Linked DNA regions of Sus scrofa: region 2 is linked to region 1. Evidence: chromatin contacts called from public HiChIP or PLAC-seq data. All regions are on one chromosome and are shown on one strand. The core of a region is the stretch at or near the end of the contact, and the rest is flanking DNA. Distances in the headings are between cores, read along the strand shown. Region 1 holds the start of GOLIM4 (Golgi integral membrane protein 4). Region 2 holds the start of ACTRT3 (actin-related protein T3).

Region 1 (4,210 bases), core at 166-2,665:
CAGTGCATTGATAAACTTTGCTTTTTATATTTACTAATATGTGAACCTAATACTTAATCTGGTTGTGATAAGTTAGATAGTATATTAGTAAATGAAAGCATTTAAAAAACAATGTGAGTTATCACTTATTAGAAAAAAGCACATGCCAGACACACTTAGTTTTCATGGTAGTATAAATGCCCCAGGCTAGCCAGGTTGTAAAATTCGGTTCATTTTATGGCTTTTAGTATCAGAGTCCATCTAAAAAATTCTGCACAAGGGGCTGCCTTTATGTTATTTTTGTGACTGAACAGAGCTAACCTCATTTTGAGTGCTTGCCATTAGTGATGACTAAAATCGGTTTAGAATATCTTTAAAATTATGCAGTATGCGATAAATTCCATGACACTATTGAGGATTTAAGAAATAATTTACTTTTCTAGAATTTAGGTCAGGAGCAGAAACAACATTATCATTTATGCATAACCTTGAATTTTTTCCCTTAAGTATACAGAAAAAATGCACTATGTATTTTCTTTGAAGAGGTTTGTAGTTTTTATGCTTATTTTACTTGTTTTTACATAGGAAACTTTCGCTGGCCTTTAAAATGTAATTTAGCAATATACCTGATGTATTTTTGCATCAAAAATAAATAAAATACATATAAACAACAAATACATATGACAAAATGAAGGCATGGCCATTTCAGCCTGTAAGACTTGTTTTTTAAATTACTCTATTTGCAGCCAAGGGAAAAATATGAGATCATTTCTTTCCCCTCTGCCAAAGGCAAGCTGATTTCCCCAACCCACGTGTACAGTTAAGCAGTGTGTCTAGAGTGCTAGCGCGTTCAAATCTCAGGACTCCTGTCCTGCCATCTGTGGGCACACACGCATCCACATTAGTACACTGAACCCGGCACGACTCAGTAGGTACAGGCATCTCCGACTCACTACCAAAACTGTGCTGACGATGTAGCTATCTCGTGTGCCTGCCCACTGAATATGGACAGAAAAGGGTGCTCGGCAGAGGGTGCACAGTTGTTTCCATCCATTCTCTCCCACTTCAGATACTGTACTCCTCTCCCCAAGTGCGTTCCGAGTGAGGAATCACAAATACACATGTTCCCGTGCGCACACACACGTGCGCACCATCTCTCCCAGCCGCAAGCCGGGACTCGTGTCCCGCGCAGCCGACTTCCCACGGCTGGCCCCGCCGCCTCCCCCCACCACCCGCACTCCACGTGGGCGCACTAAGGCGCCAAGCGACCTCGCGGCCCAAGGAGCCCCGTGCTCTACCCGGCGCCGGAGGGAAGGCGAGGTCCTGGGGTCGGACGGACAAAGCGGGCGTCCAATCGAGCCCGGCATTGCCTCCCCGAAGGGAGGGAACGGCGGCTCTGACGGGCCCAATGAACGGGGAGCCCGAGTGGGACTTCCTCCCGGAATCCCGTTGGCCAGAATTGCAGGGCCGTGGGTGACACGTAAGTTGGGTGGGAGGTGGCGGCGGCCGAGGCTCGGCAGCCCCATCAGTGACACCGGCCCGCCTTCCCCCAAACCCGGCTGGGGCAGCCTGCCCCCTCCCAGCTACTCACCCCTGCGCGCCGCGCGCCGAAACGCTCCTTTTGTTGTTGCCCCTCCTTTTGGTGGCAACAAAGTCGCGCAGTGGGAGCTGCTGCAAGCGGGCGGGGAGCGGCCGGGGCGGGACTCTGAGCTCTGCCCGGGGCAGCCGGGCCAAAAAGTGGGGAGGAGAGAAAAAGGCAGGCGGCGTCTGGGGACCGCGCGAGGACAGCCCGCTCAGAAGTATGCGGAGGGCCCCCTCCCGGGCCTCGGCACTCGCGGAAAGCCAGCCTCGCAAAAGTTTGGCAGCTACGGCTGCCGTGGCGGCGTCGATGGCTGCGCGCCCCGCGGCGCGAGGAGGCTGAGCGGGCGCCACTTCCCCTCCAGCCCCGCTTTTGTGTCTCGAGTCTCCTCCTCATGCTGCGTCCAGCCACCTCCTGCGGCGGCCGCTGCTGAGGCGCTCGCTCGGACGGGCAGAGGGGCGGAAGGGACAGCGGCGGCGGGGACGGCCGCGGCGCAGAGTCCCGGCGGGACTATGGGAAACGGGATGTGCTCCCGAAAGCAGAAGCGGATCTTCCAGACGCTGCTGTTGCTGACCGTGGTGTTTGGCTTTCTCTATGGCGCGATGCTCTACTATGAGCTGCAGACGCAGCTGCGGAAAGCCGAGGCGGTGGCGCTCAAGTACCAGCAGCACCAGGAGTCCCTTTCTGCCCAGTTACAAGGTACGGTTAACGGGACGCGCGCGGCCGGTGGCCAACTTTGCCCCGCGCCTCCCGCCCCGGCTGGAAAAGTGGCTTTGGTGAGCCGTTGGCACTGTGGGCGCCACCTCTGACCTTCAGGGACATCAGAAGCCAGGGCCGCAGGACCCCGGAGTGTCAGAGATGACAAATCGCCACCCTGCCTCTTCTTCAGGCAGTTACATTAGAAATTGGCAGCAACAACCCTGTCCCACAGGGCTTTGGATGGGCGGGTACACAATGAATGTTTTACCCCAGCACTTGTCAAAGGCCCAGCTGCAATCTGGGCATACAAACCAAGACCCCTGCCTAGTCTCCTGCCAGCCCATCCCAGAGGGACAGGGTTTCCTGGTTTCTAGGTATTTGCTTTCCAGTTGACTTTGTTAGTAACCTAAGAAATGGGGAGTTTGGCAGCACAGTTTGAAAAACACTGTGCTGTTTTTTCAAGGGAAATTAAGCCATGATCCGGGGTCCAAACTAATGGCCCAGTCGAATGGAGCCTAGACCTGCTGGTTTCTCATTTCTTTTAACTCAGTAGTGTGACTTTAGAGATGTTGGATGTGTTGAAAAAGTTCACTATCTTGCATTTATGTTTTTGGAAAAAGAAAAAAAAGGTTTATTTGTCTTCCTGAATAACTTATTTTGTCCTAGAGAGGTAAGTAGGGGTGTGTGTGTGTGTTTTACAGTTAGCCTTGAGAAGCCCAAGAGGAGGAACATGGTGTTTCACTTTGCCAGACATACAGCAAACACAGTGTGACAAGATCTGCAGAAAGACTTAAAGCTCCTATCCCTCTATTTTAGAATCCCATTTAATGTAAATTTCAGGAACATAAATGATGCATGACGGCAAAGTAAGCACTATATGTGCTTCCTAAGAGCAGAATCATCTTGTACATATTTTTGAAAGCTTTTTCTTGTACTTGTGGTTAGTTTTCAACACTTAATGCAGCCCTCTCCCCAATCAAAAAAAGTAATAATAAAGAGCTGTGAGTAGTGAAATGTTGACAGTATTTGCTGATAATGCAAATACAGCTTATGTCATATTACTAGGAAGATACAAGCTGGATGGATGTTTCTGTCAGTGTATACTTTTACAAATATAAAGCAGATGCCTTTTTGTCACTTTAGCTACTTCGAATGTTTTCTAGTAAAAAAAAAAATATGAGAGAAAATGACACACAGCTGATTCTTGGTCTTATTTGCTCTTCCCATCTTAGAAGGGAAGTATTTTTAGCTTACTAAAGCTGTGTAGCTACAGGCAGTGAAAATATGTGAACTGGTCTTGGCTTGAAAGGAAAACCTGTTTCGATTCAGGCTTAGGATAAAATTTTTTTTCCTTAAAATTTTTGAAATTTACCCATAAGTTAAAATTTTTCTTTTAAATTTGTTGGCATTTGCTCACGAGTTACTGTTGGTATGCAAAGTATGGCTTTTTATTTACTTGTTAATTAGAAGACACCAGTGGGTTCCCTGTGAAGTTCGGAGCTATTAGACCAAGGAGAAAACTTGCTGTGCAATAACAGTACAATGGCAGGACAGGATTTTCTCACATGTGGCGGGAAGGGTGTATATAGTGGATCACACCAGGTTGGTGCCTTGTTCTCTTAGTTTAGGAGATTCAGAGCAGTGCTGTTACATCTACCAGTATGCTACCCTCCGCACTGCATAGTGCCTGACACATAGGAGGGGGGGGTGAATGTATATATTTATTCAGTCAACAAACAAAATTGAACTGCGGTGAGAAAATTAATCTCAAGCACTTTTGTCTGCTTTCTCAGACTTCACTTCCCTGTCTCTGGTTGTTGAAAAAAACAAAGTAATAACAGTGACATAGTTTGCCCAGGTAGCACATTGCCTCAGCTCCCAGTGCTAGAACTCATTGACTGTGGTCATGATTTCTGAGTCATGGCCTTTTATTAACAATTTTCCATTTAGAAA
Region 2 (4,802 bases), core at 2,080-4,579, 1.5 Mb before region 1:
GAGTAATTTGGTTTCTCTTTCCTTTTATCCCCACCACCTTTCCCCCAATAAGCAGTAAATGTATTGATATTAATCTCATTATATAGTCCATCATGCATGTAAGACACAAAGTGCCTGCATTATCCAATTCCTCAGAATCTACTTCTTGTCAGTGCAACAACTGTTTTAAGCATCTTAGCTAAGCATTCTAGCCTCTTGGACCTGACTTAAACATTAGTACTGATAGCTGTACAGAAATAACAAGAGTCATTGCCATTAACATGCCAATGGAATTATTTTCCTGAATCAAGATCAGGAAGAAGTCCTGCATGTTGCTATTTATGGCTGGAAATGGGAGCACTATTAAATAAACGGAGGATCTCTTTTCCACTTACACCTTCTCACCCCAAAGACCTTAAGACGAAGGGGACAGAGAGTGAGAGAGAAGACCAGAGAATCATAAAGATAAAAAGCTAGGGGAAATTGGAATTAATATTTATCATATTTTAAGTTTACATAACTGAAATCACAAGCTTTATTTCAGCAGATAAATCAAATGTGTCAGAAACAATGCGTTAACTACATTAACATCTGTATTTTTTTGTGCTTACAAAACATAGTCTGTTTATCCCAAATCAGTGACACTGATTCATTAAAAACAACACTGTACATATCAATATTTGAAGAGTTCAATGACTGTATGGAAAAAATACCAAAATGGTTTAGCTCTAAAGACTATTGACCAGCTTTTATAAGTGGAAATAAAATGTGTACTTTACCTGTCAAGATTTAAAGTTCCTGTGTATATAAACTCCAACAGTTTCTGAAATCCATCAGCCTTCACCTGACTCTGATCAAGAAAGACATTGTTCTCAGAAGTGCTTCTGTAGATCGCACCAAAATACTCACTAAAGGAGGCAAGCACATTCCTATGAGCTTTAAACTGGAATTCCCCAATCACTATGGTGCAGTCACAAAGAAAACCAGCTTCCCGTTGTTTGTTCAGTCTCTCTAAAAGGTGCTCACAGTGGTGCGAATACTGCATTTTGATATCACAAACGAATTTTACCCTTGTTCTAAAAAACAAAAATAAATAGTAAATTAGTAAACCTAAGCTGTCATCAAACTTTTCACGCAACAAGAATAAAGTCTGTTCTCATTTTACGTCCCCAGAAAATTCACAGATATGGTTAAAAAATGCCGAAGGGACAAATGCCTTCCTAGCTTTTATTTCATCTTGGTCAACTAACACAATCCTTTGGACGCGGTAATAAATGGCGACGCGAGAAAATATTTCCACAAAGCGGGGAAAAAAAGGAAAAAAAAAAGCACTGCAAAATTCCACGCTTTTGGATCAGCTGAACTTTCACTTTCAAGCTCAGTAGGCAAACATATATTTGGGAGAAAAAATCAACCACTAAAAGAATGATCGTTGGGGCAAACTGAGTAAGGACACGGTACGAGGTCTTGAAAACTGCTCCCCAATGAAACCTGTTACATAGTGGCTTCAAAACGCTAGACGGGTGCCGAGGGGGCAGGGCCAAGAGTTGTCAAAGGTTAGGTCACTCACCCCGAGGAAGCCACACCCCTTCCTTCCCCACTCGAGGTGGTATCATAGGGTGACAACCAAAGCCGATCTCTCCTGGTTTCTGCCTCCCTGCCCTTCGCCCAGCTCCCACTCCCGCGAATTCCCACAGCAGAGGTTGTGGCCAAGGCCAACACCAGGACTGCCTCGCCCGAGCTTTCAACGTTAACACTTGGCTCCGACAACAGCTCGCGCTCCAAGGAACCTGCCCTCTAGTGACCCAGGATCTGGAGGGAGCTGGGATGGCGGGCTGGGGGCAAAGACAGAACTCACCTATAGCAACCCAAGGGGAAACACTGTTTCTTCACTCTCACTCCGCCATATTGGAAGGACGTCACTGGGCTACGCTCCGCCTCTCCCTTCCTACTCCAAGGCGACGTCACATCCGGCTCTGGGAGATCCGTGGCAACAGCGTAGGCTCTTAGGACCGTGGAGATCTAACACCCGCCTGGAAGAGGCTGGCGCACAGAGAACCCCCTCCCTAGCGGGCCAGGAGACCCGGAAACTGGAGAGTCATAGATACGAGATCTAAGGGGACGCTCACAGCGCCCCGCCTCTCTTCCTCATTCTGAGCATTCTGGTTGGCTGACCGTCAGCATCTCGCGCACGACTCGTGTTGCCGGCCAAGGCTGCTTTCCGCTGCACAGCGCGCCTCTTTCCGGGAGCCAAATTGTGCATTGCATGCTGGGGCTTGTAGTTAGTTGCTCGACTTCTCCCATCAGCCTCACCTTTCTTGAGGCCCCACCGGTGGGAACAGCTGCTTTATATACTTGGGCTCTCGACCATGGGAATTTTTGAGCTGAGACTGATCACTCCTTTTTAGTTTACCTACCCAAAAGCTCTTGTTTGCATCAGCCAACCGGAATCCAGTTTGCAGGATACCCTTACCTGGTGTTGGAAGCCTGGGATGCACGAAAGCGGTGCAAAGCAGTAGGGCATACTGGGCATGCGCGTGGGGAAAGGTGGGCTTTATACCGGAAAATGTTCTGCGTCTGGACTAGAAAAACTTTAATACAATGATTTACGTTGTATTCAGATTTTGTACAGTGAGGGAAAGGGGTGCCGCTTATCTGCATAAAATGAAAAGACAGAAACAGTAAGATAAGTCATGCTGATATGTTAGGGTGAATTATACCACGCTTGGACATTATAAATCTAAGAAAACCAAAACTTCAACATTTTTTTCTTGTTAAAAGTTATATGAGGATCGTAGGAAGTTTACTCGCGACTTTATTTTTCAGGACAGTGTCAACTTGAGTTTCTTTTCTTCTCTCCTGAGATTTTTTTAAAAAAACAGATTCCGTTTGGTCTCTAAGTTTTCCTCAGTATGAATCATATTTTTGAATAAAACCACAACCGTTAGGAAAAAAAGAGGCTGGTTCTTTCTTGATTTTATGTTTATAAGTATAATTTTCTTTCTGATTGCACTTTTAGTTTTGTCAGAATCCTTTTTGGTAATTAATTCACTCAGATATTTATGAGCCTCTGCTATGTGTTGAACAGATATTGAGTATTTAGAAGTATAAAACATGGTCTCGGGTTTAGATAAATCTGTAATCTCAAGTGGAAAACCAAATGACTTGTAATACAGAGTCCTCAAGGGCTCCAGGGCTCCAGTTTTTGTGCTGTGTTTGATTACCTTGTTGTGGAAACTGGACCTCTCTGTCCACCAGTGCTGAATAGAAACAGGGAGACAAGAGTTTTGGGTGAAGGAGAAAAGTAACAGCTTTATTGCTTTGCCAGGCAAAGGAGGGCTATAGCAGACTAATGCCCTAAAGACTGTGCCCCCCTTTGGGAGAGAATAGGAAGTGGTTTTATAATTTGGAAGTAGAAAAATAGGGCCACAGATAAGGATCAGGGAAAATGCTGGCTTGCATTGTTTTTCAAAGTTGGTGTTTTTGTGACCCCAGGACTGGTTCTAGTGGTCCTTCTTTCCAGAATGAACAATCCTTCATCAGGTAGTTAACATCTTCCATTTGCTAGGGTCTTTTAGTTCTTTATCACATACACTGATAGTTAAGTCCACAAAACAAAGGATGGCACAAATCAACCGGGAATGCAGCCACCTCGGAGGCTGAACCTCGGAGCCCTGTGGGAACTCAGGAAGGAAACAAAGAATACCTGCCATCTAGCAACCACTCCCGAGAGCGAGCCCCCCCACCCTGCCCTCCTTGAAACTCAGGCTGTGAAAACACAGAACACTGGTGGAGATGCACATCAAAGGATGATTTCAGTGAGCCTAGACATTTGCATTCTTTCATAGAAAAGCGCTAAATTTCCCAACTTTAGATATCTGGTTTTCTGTAATCTTTCCTTCCTACTACCTGCCCTTTGGCACTCAAGGGAGGTCAAGGAGGCTGAATGAGGCCTATTTCCTAAAAAGAAATGGGGACAGAGAAAGGCTTTTGTGCCCAGGAGCCCCAAAGGGCCCTGCCCGGTAATGTTACCAGGCTGTACATTACATTATTTTTTCAGTATTAGGTTGTGAGATGTATTTAAATAAAACAAGCAATTTGAAATTTCCAAGATACTGCAAGTTTCTATCAAGATTATGTTTTACTGCAAGTTTCTATCAAGATTATGTTTTTGAAGAACATAATTTCATAAAACAAAGAGGGAGGAAAAGAAACAAAGGCACTGTTTCCGCCCGGTTTCGAACCGGGGACCTTTCGCGTGTTAGGCGAACGTGATAACCACTACACTACGGAAACCTTCCTAGTAACAAGCTCTCTGAAGTTTGTTGATATCGCTATTGTAACATGCAGCTTGAGCACTTCAAAGTAGATAAAGGAATTTTAAACAGATCAACAAAACAAACGAACAAAAAAAGGAAAATAAGCATAGATCCAATTAAATAGTACCACTATTTCAAAAGTTAGAATTTGCATATGCTTTTTTCAAAGGTAGTTAGAAACCCGGCACGCGTTATGTGCCTTTCTTTTGGGTTTAATTCCCTCCACGGAAAAGAAGTGTTGTATTAGTTTCTTTTCTCCTCGTTTAGCTGCTGAGAGTCCCGGATGAGTTTTAGGGCTTTGGCCGGCTAAGAAGGACCCGCAGCACGCGAACTCGCGCACCAACCTCCTTAGCAGTCATTTAGCTAGCGAGAAAGTAACCGGTTCAGCCTCTGGTGAAGGGATGTGTCATTAGCTTTTGAATCTTCTCTCCTGCTTAGGTACTTGCTTTAAAATCTTCTACATGGTGTGTAAAATTGAGGGGGTTAAAAAAAAATAATAATCAG

Evidence for each region. HiChIP or PLAC-seq counts read pairs in DNA pulled down with a chosen protein or histone mark.
Region 2: a contact with region 1 is called in an H3K27ac HiChIP or PLAC-seq map of alveolar macrophages. The contact joins the promoter of ACTRT3 here to the promoter of GOLIM4 in region 1. A contact is called at or near these places in 1 of 5 promoter capture datasets (liver) and 2 of 2 datasets of contacts at active chromatin or transcription factors (alveolar macrophages and skeletal muscle).

The regions. Positions count from the first base shown.
Region 1 is chr13:106,892,414-106,896,623 of Sscrofa11.1, reverse strand. It overlaps GOLIM4 (Golgi integral membrane protein 4), which reads left to right and starts at 1,415. Exons shown (of 16, transcript XM_005669985.3): 1 at 1,415-2,257. The coding sequence starts at 2,071.
Region 2 is chr13:108,432,893-108,437,694 of Sscrofa11.1, reverse strand. ACTRT3 (actin-related protein T3) reads left to right here and starts at 3,329. Exons shown (of 2, transcript XM_003358668.4): 1 at 3,329-4,802. It overlaps MYNN (myoneurin), which reads right to left and starts at 2,501. Exons shown (of 7, transcript XM_005669990.3): 1 at 1,838-2,501; 2 at 759-1,055. The coding sequence starts at 1,024. TRNAV-AAC (a tRNA gene) reads right to left here and starts at 4,275; the gene lies at 4,203-4,275.